Regions from separate parts of the Zea mays genome. Here regions 1 and 2 are each linked to region 3. Evidence: chromatin contacts called from public Hi-C data. All regions are on one chromosome and are shown on one strand. Each heading gives the region's core, a stretch centred on a gene start, on an enhancer-like site or on the middle of the called end of the contact. The rest is flanking DNA. Distances are from core to core; before and after follow the strand shown. Region 1 holds the start of LOC100381556. Region 2 holds the start of LOC103651104 (protein MICRORCHIDIA 6). Region 3 holds the start of LOC100191243.

Region 1 (3,997 bases), core at 560-3,059, 230 kb after region 3:
CAACATAAGGGAGACACCCTTCTCCTTTGCTTTTCTAAGGAGAGAGGTCGCAAGCTCAAGCTTGTCATCTTCAACCAAGGAAGAACCTATTGAGTGCCCTTGTGCCTTGTAAAACGTGAAGATCATACCACCACCCAGAAGAAGGATGTCACATTTCTCCAATAGTGATTCAATAACTCCGATCTTAGATGACACTTTGGAGCCACCAATAACAGCAGCAAATGGTCGTTTGGGGTTTGAAACAGCTCCTACAAGGTAATCAAGCTCCTGCTATTTTTATTTTGTGTAGAAGATCAGGAAACTGAAGAGACAAACCTGTGCATGTAAGAGAAATACAGGAAAATAAAAGGAAATAATAGCATTTGCTCTTTAAACTTTTCATGGTTAGGATTCATATATTGACATAAAATACACAAACCTTCTGCAAAAGGAACCCTGCGACTGAGACTGTCTCCAGCAACGTCCTCTATATACATCCTCTATATTCGTCCTTTACAGTCTTCTCTAAAAGATTCTACCCCCTATATTTATTTCCTCTCCAACAACGTCCTCTAAATCACGTCCCCTATATGTAAATACATATATTAAAGACATTTTTATTTTTAAATTTTTGTACATACGTGTTTGTCATACTCTCAAATGTATTGTACATATTTTAGTTTTACTAAAACGGTTGTTTAAAGTATTCAAATAGATAGAGAACCGTTTAGAGGAACTCTATACATAGAGGATCCAGCAGCGTCCTCTAAATTTAGAGGACCGTTTAGAGGACGCTGCTGGAGGGGTAGAGGACGTCTTCATCCTCTAAATTTAGGGTACAGGACCCTTTAGAGCTCATTGTTGGAGCTAGTCTGAGGGCTTCAAGAACTTGGTAACTCCCTCAGTTGACGCATGTGCTCTGTGAGCAGTTCCAAAGGCATCGTTCACATAAAGATCTGCTAAAGAGGCAAGCTTCTTTGCAAACTCTGGGTCATTCTTCTCTTCCTCCTTGTAGAATCTAACATTTTCAAGGAGCACAACATTACCATTTGGCAATGCAGACACCAATTTCTCAACTTCTGGTCCAACAACATCATCTGCCTTTATCACCTATTTGTGCATGTGCACACGATATACTCAACATAAATAAAGCAATAGATGAGCTCTAATTTTGATATTTGTATCATTGTGAAAGCAAAAGGTACCTGTATACCTAGAAATTCAGACAACCTTGGTACAAGGGGAGCCAAGCTAAACTTGGGAGTAACACCCTTAGGGCGACCCTGCACATCCACAGTGGGGAAAACAAAGAACGAGAAAATAATAATCCTAATTTAGGCATAGATCAATTAAGTTAATATAATTTTATATAGAATTTATTTGTATACTATTGTTGATCATATGTGTGAGATATTTATATGCTACATTTCTATTACCGGGAGCGAGCCGAGTAACATATTATAAGTTGCAGAATAGAAACATAAACTAGTGATACATAAAATCAATTTTCACACCTGAACTTGGGAAAGCGGTGGAACATCAAATTCCAAACTAAATAACCTACTCTATTAATTAGTTTATTAAGTAAATTTCAATTCCTTCAAAATGAAGGGATCCAACCGACCCATAAGGGCTGGTTTCGCAGCCCGTTTCCCCGTCGGGAACCCAGCATTTTCCCTGGGCCAGCAGCCCACGTGACAAGATTCCACGGGCTTGATTTTTGGCTTGTTTGGAAGGCGGCTCCGTGGGGAACTCAGCCCGCCTCGAGTCCAACTTACGCGTGGAAAGACGCCCGGCCTCTTGACGTCGGGCCACTATCCCTCTGGCCTCGTCTCGTCTTCTCTTCTCGCGAATGGCGGCGCTGTGCGATCTCCGTCGCTGCCCCCTCCGCCAGTGATTTCTGGGACGCGCGACGAACACGAGTTGGAAGGAGGTGGTCGTGCTTTGGGCGGCGAAGGACCTGGGCGCTAGCAGCCTCAGACCCTGACAGATCACAACCTGACAGATCACAGGTGCGTCGAACCCTACCAGATCTAGACTTGTCTCGCCTCCTATCGATCACGCCGTTGCAGTTGCAGTTGGAGTGACGGGCGCTACCAAAAGCGATCACAGGCGCTACCAAAAGCGACGGGCGGCCGACGGCGGCATTGCAGTTGGAGCGAGCGAGCGCGGTGCCTTTCGGACGACACTGAGCACAGGTCGCACATTGTCACATGGAGCTAGACTAGAGGTCGTCGCCATCCTGTCAGTGTCTGCTCGTGATCAAACTGCCTGCTGCCTGCCCGCCCCAATACACCCAACCAGATTTCAATTCACTTCTTGGAAGCTGCTGCTTCGAGCTTTTGAGTAGCACCCCTGCTTACAGACATTTCATATCCATATATATGCTCCTCGTCCTGGATCTCCTTGCCGGCATTATATTGCCCCCCACACCACCCCCGACTCCCCACGACCATTAATCTGAAGTCTATATTTCACATTGTCACGACTATATTTTGTTCCAATTTGTTTCCTTAATTTGCATCAGTTTTATATGTTATATTGATAGGTAGCACATCTATATAAGTCCATGATTAAAATTTATGTTTCTAGATAATGGGTTCTTGGGAGGAGAATGTTAGGCAATTTTTGTTGGAGGAGGAGGAAGATGATGATGAACTATTCTTTGTTATTCTCCCTGCTATAATCCCATACCTCTCGGAAGAGAAAAGACCCATCCACACATCCTCCCTCACCGGTGCTAAAAAGGTTAAAGAAATTCTTGAAGGGCATGAGAGCTGGTGCAAATCTGAGTTTAGAATGGAAAAGGAAATATTCAAAGCCACGTCAAATTTTCTTAGAAGGGAGAATTTACTACGTGACACACGAGGAGTTAGTGTTGAGAAGCAACTTGGGATGTTCATGTATATGATCTCCCACAACGCCAGTAACCAAATGCTACAAAAGGCTTTTCAACACAGTGGAGAGACTATCCATCGAAAAATATCTGAAGTTTTTGAGATAGTTCCCATACTAACTCAACGATTTGTGAAGCTTCCTAGCTCAGTTCAAACTCATGCTAGGATTGCAACAGATTCTAGGTTCATGCCCTTTTTTCAGGTGAGCTACAACTGCAAACACACAATTATCCTATGCTAATTGCCACATGTCCTCAACATATTTTCATATTTGTTCCTTTAATGCAGAATTGCCTTGGTGCCATTGACGGCACACATGTATCCATCACTATCGCAGAAGATAGGGCCCCTCCATATAGAAATAGAAAAGGAACTCTTTCACACAATGTTATGGTAGTCTGCGACTTTGATCTCAATTTTACATTTGTCTCGTGTGGATGGGAAGGGTCGGCATCAGACGCAGGGGTGCTTCGATCTGCTATTAGCAAAAGATTTAGTGTGCCAGAAGGAAAGTTTTATCTTGTAGATGGTGGGTATGCAAATACACCATCATACATTGCACCATACAGAGGTGTTCGATACCATCTCAGTCAATTTAGGAGGAGTCGTTCATCACAAAGTGGTTATGCAAACTACAAAGAGTTATTCAATCATCGCCATGCAATTCTCCGCAACCATATAGAGAGGGCCATTGGTGTTCTTAAGAAAAGGTTCCCAATTCTAAAAGTAGACACATTCCATCCCATAGAAAATCAAATCAAGATCGCAGCTGCAGCCATTACATTTCACAACATAATTAGAGGGCAAAATGGTGATGAAGGATGGCTGGACAACCAACTAGATTATATATCTCCAAGCCATTACATTGGTGTTACTTGGTACTTGCAGAGTGCTGAGTGGAAGCAACATATGAAGCTGACACGGAAAAGGAAAATGGATGATCTCCTTGGTTATGTTTCCCTGTCTTGTGCATGCTGCATTTCCTGCTACCGTGAAGACCGGGGTCCAGGAGAGTAGGAGACTGAAAGCACTGTCGAGAAGACTGAAATTATCACATTGACATGAAGACCAAAGCCATCTCTTACCTACTTATCTTTGTAGCTTACGTTTCTATTTTATTC
Region 2 (3,870 bases), core at 1,322-3,821, 140 kb after region 3:
GGGCGGTCAATTTAGCCATCTCTATTTGTGCTAAAGTACTAGAGTTGTTCGGTTTGAGGAATCAAACTATCCAACATGAGGTAGTACATCATGAGTCTATCATCTTGCACTCGTGTTAATACTAATACTAACTAATTATAAGGAACGAGATGGTGATAAATCAACTCATTTCATTGCACAAACTAAACTTTTTAAAAAGTAAGGAGTGAAAAGTGAAAAAAATGTCTTACTTATTACTCAAACCAAACACCCTAAACACTCTGTCCTGTCCTCTTCTCCTCAGAAAAATCCTTACGTGTACCCGCGTTTGTTGTTCCCACGTCCGGCCTGGGAAGCCCAACATCGAGTCCTGTTTGGATGAGAGGTTCACTTTCAGAGAGAAAAAACTACAGTATACAACACCGTCGCATATCACCTCGTGTGCCCTGAACACGTAGTATCCGGCCGCCGAGCGTCGTCACGTACAGACAGACTCCATGCGGCTGCCGAGCGCGAGTAGTCTGCATCTGTGGCTGCAGAACAGAACCGAGTAGTCTGCGTCGGCAGCGGCAGGGTCGTCGTGGTGTAAGTGTAACACGACTAAAACACAATCAGTAGACTCCATCAGACCGAACGTCTGAATGCACGATCAATATATCCCATCTGACCGAATGCAGGTAACCGAACGTTACCTACGGACAGCATATGAAACAACGTATTTAACCGAACCATTATCTACGGACAGTAGTGGAACGTCTAAAACTCTAAATACACATCGATAAACTCCATCTGACCTAACGTAGGTAAGCTGAATCGGTAGGATCATGATGTGATATATCATGACAGTGTAACACGTTTCAACTCTGCCGAGACTGGAGACACACACTTGAGATTGACACACTTTGATTAAAGCCTAACTCTAACTCTAATTCGTAGAGACAAAAATAGTGTAGTAGTAGTAAAAGTCGATACAGATTTCGAATTAAAGCCTTTATAGAAACAAAAATAATGTAGAAGTAGTAAAAACAATATGGATTAAAGACAAGGCTCACCAAGATGATCAACGGAGTATGTTCGAACTTATCAAGATAGAGATGTTTTTTTGGATATTGTAAACAAACAAGAATTGACTGGGCTGTCAGGAATCAGGATAGAGATGTTTTTTTGGATATTGTAAAAAAACAAGAACTGGAATACAAAACCAAGAATTGGAAAGGAATAGGATAATGTTTTGAGAACTCTTGAAGATGCTTTAATCTGAGAATCATCACACACACACAAAGATGTCCGAAAAAGTATATGAACAACTACAAGATGAAACCATTATTAAACGGCGAAAACAACAAATGAGACTTCGGGGTTCAGTTCATTGCACTACCTCCACAGCTACACTACTCTGCTTCCCTCAAGCGGAGTTCTCATTCGACCGCGTGCACGAGATCATCGAAGAATCACGTGCGTTTTACATCACACGAGGAAATGCTGCAGGTACCGGAGCCCCTCGTCGGCGCACACGTACCGACACTCGCACATCACTCCGAGCCTCACCTTCCCGACGGCCTTCTCCTCCCCAGCCAGCTCTACCACCACCTCCGCGTCCAGCTTGGCGCCGCCGCAGCCGGGCGCGGGCAGCCTCGCCGAGACCCCCGCCTCACCTCTGCCGCCGAAGGCGACGGCTCCTGCCGCCCTTGCCGCCGGCACCTTGGCGTCCATCATCAGGACCGCCGCGGGTTCCTCGCCGCGGCGCGCCGCCGTCCGCACCGCCGTCCACCTGACGCGCCACTCCCCTGGCCCGATCGCCCCGTTCCGACCGCTCAGGTCGACCCCGAACAGGAACAGCCCCGCGGAATTCTCGACGTGGGCGGCCTTGTCCGCGGCTACCAGGAAGGACAGCGTGCTGTCGCCGCCGGCCGTGACGACGTCGACGGCGAACGAGACGTCCGCGAGGGCGAGGCGCGGGGCCGGGAGCGCGCGGCAGCGGACGGACGCGGAGCGGAACAGCTTGAACAGGCGTCGGTGGGGTGGGGAGGAGCACCGCCGGTCGCTGTCGGTGTCGGGGAGGAGGCCCAGCGCGGAGGGGAAGTGCTGCGCGCAGAGCCGCGCCCAGAGGTCGTCCGCGGCGAAGGCGGTGTGCCACGAGGTGGACACGCAGGACGCCGCCGCGAGGGATGCGGCGTCGAGGAACGGCGCGACGAGGTGGAGCGCCTCCCACGGGGGTGGCGACGGCGGCGTGGGCCGCCGCGGCATTGCTCTCGCCTCGCTCTCGTCGTCCATCTCGGAACAGGCTGAGCTCGTATTCGTATTCGAAGTAGCTCGGTGTCCTTGCGGTCTCGCCTTTACGTGATTGATCCGTGCGCGTCACTGGTCACTGCGTTTATTTATCAGCGAGCGGCCGAGACCGTGCGGACGTCGAAGTACGGCAAGGGATGCGGGGAAGGAACGAGTTGCTGTGGGAGAAGATTGGACGGGGCGCAGGGCGGGGTGTGAGCGCGGGTGGAGCACACGTGGTCGGGCACGATCACGGTGGCTCGGCATGCGCTAGGCGCGTGGCGCGCGAAGAGATGCCTTCGAACGGAGCGCGCCGGGAGTCGGCAACCAGGACAGGCGGGAGCGCTGAACCGTGGCGGTGACCGGCCGCCGGTGGCTGGGCCCAGCGTTAGCATTGGGTCGGGACGGTAGGGCCGCATGTGGGCCGCCCAGCCGATAAGGCCACACTGCTGCAGCAGAGAGGCCCGTTTGGTCCTTTTCTTCCGGATTTTATTTATTTATAGATTCATCTCCAAGCAGAGGTTTGGATTCTGCTTATCCCCTCAGATTCTTGAACAGATCTGGAGTTAGTTCCTACCACGAAAATATCTAGGGCGGTTTCCTATCCTATAAATATGCAACTTGGATTCTATGGTGCCCACCGTCAGAGGAGCACATGTTTGCGGTGCTAGGGTTTTGTTTTGTCATCTGCCACAAGCGATTGACATATCGGAGGATTGGTCATATAAAAATCCCTTAAAAGCCTTGGGGTTGGTTGATGTGATCCATATCAAAAGTAGGATCTGCAGTTGGAAGGCAAGAAGAAAAACGATCTGTTCATACCAAGACCATTCAAAGTCTTGGAGCCTTTTCTTTTATACGATTTATCTACAGCACTGCAGTTGAAAGGCAACTAGGGAAAAAAAGATTGAACTGCATTCTAGAGGTAATATTTTTTCCTTTTTCTTTTAGAGTGTATGAAGAACAGGCTCGATGCAGCGTCCTGACTCCCCTTTCAGTTTCCTTTGTCTTTTAGAGCGTGTTTGCTGTTATTTTCTCTTGTTCTTGAAAGATATGGTTTACCTGTGCCTTCTTCATATTTGTTTTTCTTTGTCCTCTTATTGCTCGTGTATTGCTACGATTTCTATATACGGTTTTTGGTAAGTATAAAGAAGAAGAAGAATGAGATATAAAGGAGATAATCTTTTTAATAAGACTATAAAGAAGGCATATAGAGGATATGATTGAAGATAGTCTAGTCCATTCGTCATCTGAGCTAATTGATAAATTATGATCTAATTATTCATGAAAGATGGCATCTAAATCTAAAGTAAATAATAATAATTGTCGGACTTTTGGCTTGTTTCTCTCCTCGAACTGCAGCACATAAGGGTGACAATGAGCTCTAAATTTTATACTATAAAATTCAAGGATCGGACCCTATTTCCATTCATTTTGAACTAGAATTTATTTAGGGCCCTACCATTTTGTGAATAACCATTTGGATCGCGATCCATTACCACCCCTAGCAGCACACTGCCATTTTTTCATCCTATCGTGAGGTATTGTCATCATGAGGTACTGTCGAGCTACAACTCGATCGTGCATAATATGTCTTATGCACGATGCACGATCGAGCTGCAC
Region 3 (3,970 bases), core at 11-2,510:
GCAAACTAGTGAAGGGGGCCAATGTCAAGCTCTTGGAAGACATGGTCAACACAGTGAAAAAATGGTTACAGGTTTTCTGTCGAGAAACTTTTCGTCTAGAAATTGAAGGGGCCGTCTATAACTGTGTGGGGTTGGGGACTTCCATATGGGAGACCTGTCTTTTGTTTGCTTTCTTCTCTAAACCTGGATTCCCGGATGGGAGGCCCAGTAGTGCAGCTCAGCCTTTTCTTGTTTCTTCTGGTCCTTTGGACCTGCTCTTTAGTTTGTTAAGGTCTGAGTTGGTTGTTTTGCTCAAGTCTGGGGTCTGTTGCGTTCAGAGTGTTATTGTAGTTCTGGTTGGCCGTTGCTGTACACGGCGCGCCTAGTTGTTATGCTTCGTAATCTGGTATCTCGCGCGCTCGTCCTCGCCGCCCACCGGTCCTGGTCGTCCGGCTCCGGGGTGCACTCGCCCACCGCGACCTGCTACTACCGGATCTGCCTCAACAAGCTGCTGACGTACCTCCACGCCGCCGCCGACGGGGATCGAGTCTCACTGCGCCCGCATGGCCGCGTGCCGCCGCCGTGCCGTCTTCTATTGGCCACTACCTCACGATCTCGCTCGCCCTGGCGCCACCAGGCTACCGCGGCCGCCAAGCCGTCCAGCGCGACTACGGCGGGGAGCAACGTGGGCGCCCTCATGTGGAGGGTCGTCATCCACAGCGACAGCGAGTGGGTCACCATCGACATCCGTACGATTTCACACCTTCTAGTTCAAGCCTTCAAGGGAAACCGCCCAGGACATGGGGCTACAAGGAAAATTCAGCGCCAGCGTTATTCCTTAGCATTCACGGATGGATTTGTGTGAATATATGATCACAATTCACAATACCCTTCCTGGCAAAGAAAAATCTGCAAGTTTTGACACCCTAAACTCGTCGAGGAAGAAAGAAATCACTTCTAATTATAGGACATAGGAAAGGCATCCCAGACAGGCTACAAAGAAAATCCATCGCCGCCGTTTCCCATCTAGAATTCACGGAAACTTCAATTCGACAACAGAAAAATGAGCTTAGAATATCCGTAAAAGCAAGCAAGCAATCGCAGAGAGAGAGAGAAGGAAAGAGAAGGACGCACAGGCTGAGATTGGTACAGAAACCCGCCGTCTTGCCGATGATGCCGCCGTTGAGCAGGTGATTTTTTTTCTTCTTGTTTTGTAAAACCCGCAGGGCAACCTATGGCCTATGGGGACCTTGGCGAAAGTGGCTCTCGAGGATATGTGTAGATCTCGGCGTCTCTTTCGCCGGAGGCTCGGAAGTGACTCAAGTCGTTTTTACTGACATCTGTTACTCCAAAGTCGCATTACTCCAAAGTCGCAAAAGGCAGAAATAAAATTGATTTGTTGGCTCTTTACTATTATTTATTATTTATGGGTAATCGTATTGAATACGGACGGATACTATTTATTCTATATTTGTTTTTATATATTTTTTTATTCAACTTTGAATTAAATACAGATATTATTAAATTGTTTCGTATAAGATTTGAAGGATATCGACATCTCAAATATCTACCTTTGAGAATATAGATAGAATGAAATACTGAGTATCCGGACTCAAATACGGATTAGATTTCAGTCTTTTTAAATGGATTAAATTTGAATACGTATAATATCTGTACCATTTACACTCTAATTATTTCATCTACGCCGATAGCAAAAGAGACAACTATGGTTATATCCTTCACTAGTTTTATAATTGTGATTTTATCCTCTTTTTTAATTTTGTAATTTCATCCATTGATTTTAAAAATAAAGCTACTGCTTGGCCTCTATCTCAATGTCGTTAGTAAAAATTAGAATTAATAATTAAAATTTTGAAATGTGAAAAGAAATAGGTCAAATGTCTGAACTACCCTTTTTTATTTTTGTGTGGACGCAACCCTAACAAAGATAGAATCACACTTACATAATACAATGAAGGGTAAAATTATAATAAAATTAAAATGCATGGATATGTTGTCTTTGCACAACAGATTTAACCCCGTCAACTACATATAACGGCGCAAGGTGTGATAGAGTTTTGTTTTCAAAACAAAGAGGTAAAATCATAAAATTGAAAAACGAAAGGTAAAAATACAATTGCAAGACGACTGAGGAGTATAATAACAACTATCAGAATAGCAAATTGCTCCCAAAGCTTAAAATCTGCCACCCTACCTCCTTAGCTACTCTTTGACATAGTTCAATCAGAGTATTACATCGGTTTATCTTTTCCAAACCAAATTCCCTGTAAAAAATTGAAAGGGAAATAGGCTTACACCTTTTCCTAAAATAATTTTGGTGGTTGAATTGCCCAACACAAATAATTTGACTAACTAGTTTGCTCTAGATTATGAGTTCTACAGGTGCCAAAGGTTTACAACAAACCAATAAAATGACCGAGAAAGGATCCAAACATAGAGAGGAAAAGTCAGCCGAAGTGTCCCCTGGTCTGGCGCACCGGACAGTGTCCGGTGCACCAGGGACTCCAACTCTGAACTGCTCACCTTCGGGAATTCTGGGAGCCACTCCGCTATAATTCACCGGACTGTCCGGTGTAGCACCGGACAGTGTCCGGTGGGGCACCGGACTGTCCGGTGTGCCAGCGGAGCAACGGCTACTTCTCGCTAACGGTCGTCTGCAGAAGGCATTAAATGCGCTACAGTGCACGCCAGAGTCAGAGCAGCGTCAGAAGGTGCACCAGACAGTCTACAGGACCTATCCGGTGCACCACCGGACTGTCCGGTGGCCCAGAAGACAGAAGCTCTAACGGTCAGAATCCAACGGCTGGGTGACGTGGTAGGCGCACCGGACAGTGCCCGGTGACGCACCGGACTGTCTGGTGCGCCATGCGATAGCAGCCTTCACCAAACGGCTAGTTTGGTGGTTGGGGCTATAAATAACTCCAACCACCCAGCATTCATTGCATCCAAGTTTTCAGACTTCCTACACCTTACAAGAGCTATAGCATTCAATACAAGATACACCAAAGAGATCAAATCCTCTCCCAAGTCCATAGATCATTCCCAATCAAATAGTGACTAGTGAGAGAGTGACTTGTGTTCATTTGAGCTCTTGCGCTTGGATTGCTTTTTTCTCATTCTTTCTTGTGATCAACTCAATTGTAACCGAGGCAAGAGACACCAATTGTGTGGTGGTCCTTGTGGGGACTTAGTGTCCCGTTTGATTGAGAAGAGAAGCTCACTCGGTCTAAGTAACCGTTTGAGAGAGGGAAAGGGTTGAAAGAGACCCGGTCTTTGTGACCACCTCAACGGGGAGTAGGTTTGCAAAAACCGAACCTCGGTAAAACAAATCATTGTGTCTCACTCTTTATTTGCTCACGATTTGTTTTTCGCCCTCTCTCTCGGACTCGTTCATATTTCTAACGCTAACCCGGCTTGTAGTTGTGCTTAAAGTTTGTAAATTTCAGATTCGCCCTATTCACCCCCCCTCTAGGCGACTTTCAATTGGTATCGGAGCTCGGTGCTTCATTAGAGCCTAACCGCTCGAAGTGATGTCGGGAGCATCCGCCAAGAGGGAGCTAGGGACCGGCGACAAGTCCACAAGCTCGGGGAAAACGCACTCAAGGGAGTCCGTCCACAAGCACAAAGGAGGAATCCTCTTCCTCCATCAAGTCCCAACGGAAGGGTGACAAGAAGAAGATGAAGAAGGTGGTCTACTACGAGACCGACTCTTCGTCACCCTCCACCTCCGGCTCGGAATCGGCATCCGCCACTTCTAAGCGCCATGAGCGCAAGAAGTATAGTAAGATGCCCCTTCGCTATCCTCGCATTTCAAAACACACTCCATTACTTTCCGTCCCATTAGGCAAACCACCTATGTTTGATGGTGAAGATTATTCTATGTGGAGTGACAAAATGAGGCATCACCTAACCTCACTCCACAAAAGTATATGGGATATTATTGAGTATGGAGCGCATGTACCAAAGGAAG

What was found. Hi-C and Micro-C count contacts between places; a contact is called where the count stands out from the background.
Region 1: a Hi-C map of leaf shows a contact between it and region 3, with 7 times the contacts expected there. The contact joins the promoter of LOC100381556 here to the promoter of LOC100191243 in region 3. A contact is called at or near these places in 2 of 25 Hi-C or Micro-C datasets (ear and leaf).
Region 2: a Hi-C map of ear shows a contact between it and region 3, with 5 times the contacts expected there. The contact joins the promoter of LOC103651104 here to the promoter of LOC100191243 in region 3. A contact is called at or near these places in 12 of 25 Hi-C or Micro-C datasets (bundle sheath, ear, endosperm and 4 more) and 1 of 3 datasets of contacts at active chromatin or transcription factors (leaf).

The regions. Positions count from the first base shown.
Region 1 is chr3:193,375,807-193,379,803 of Zm-B73-REFERENCE-NAM-5.0, forward strand. It overlaps LOC100381556, which reads left to right and starts at 1,810. Exons shown (of 3, transcript NM_001320890.1): 1 at 1,810-1,991; 2 at 2,572-3,078; 3 at 3,165-3,997. The coding sequence starts at 2,575. The coding sequence ends at 3,893. LOC100381624 (phosphoglycerate kinase) reads right to left here. Exons shown (of 4, transcript NM_001174441.1): 2 at 1-270.
Region 2 is chr3:193,289,451-193,293,320 of Zm-B73-REFERENCE-NAM-5.0, forward strand. LOC103651104 (protein MICRORCHIDIA 6) reads left to right here and starts at 2,572. Exons shown (of 18, transcript XM_008676707.4): 1 at 2,572-3,172. It overlaps LOC100279082, which reads right to left and starts at 2,332. Exons shown (of 1, transcript NM_001152132.2): 1 at 1,215-2,332. The coding sequence starts at 2,253. The coding sequence ends at 1,447.
Region 3 is chr3:193,146,028-193,149,997 of Zm-B73-REFERENCE-NAM-5.0, forward strand. LOC100191243 reads right to left here and starts at 1,261. Exons shown (of 8, transcript NM_001136677.1): 1 at 1,114-1,261.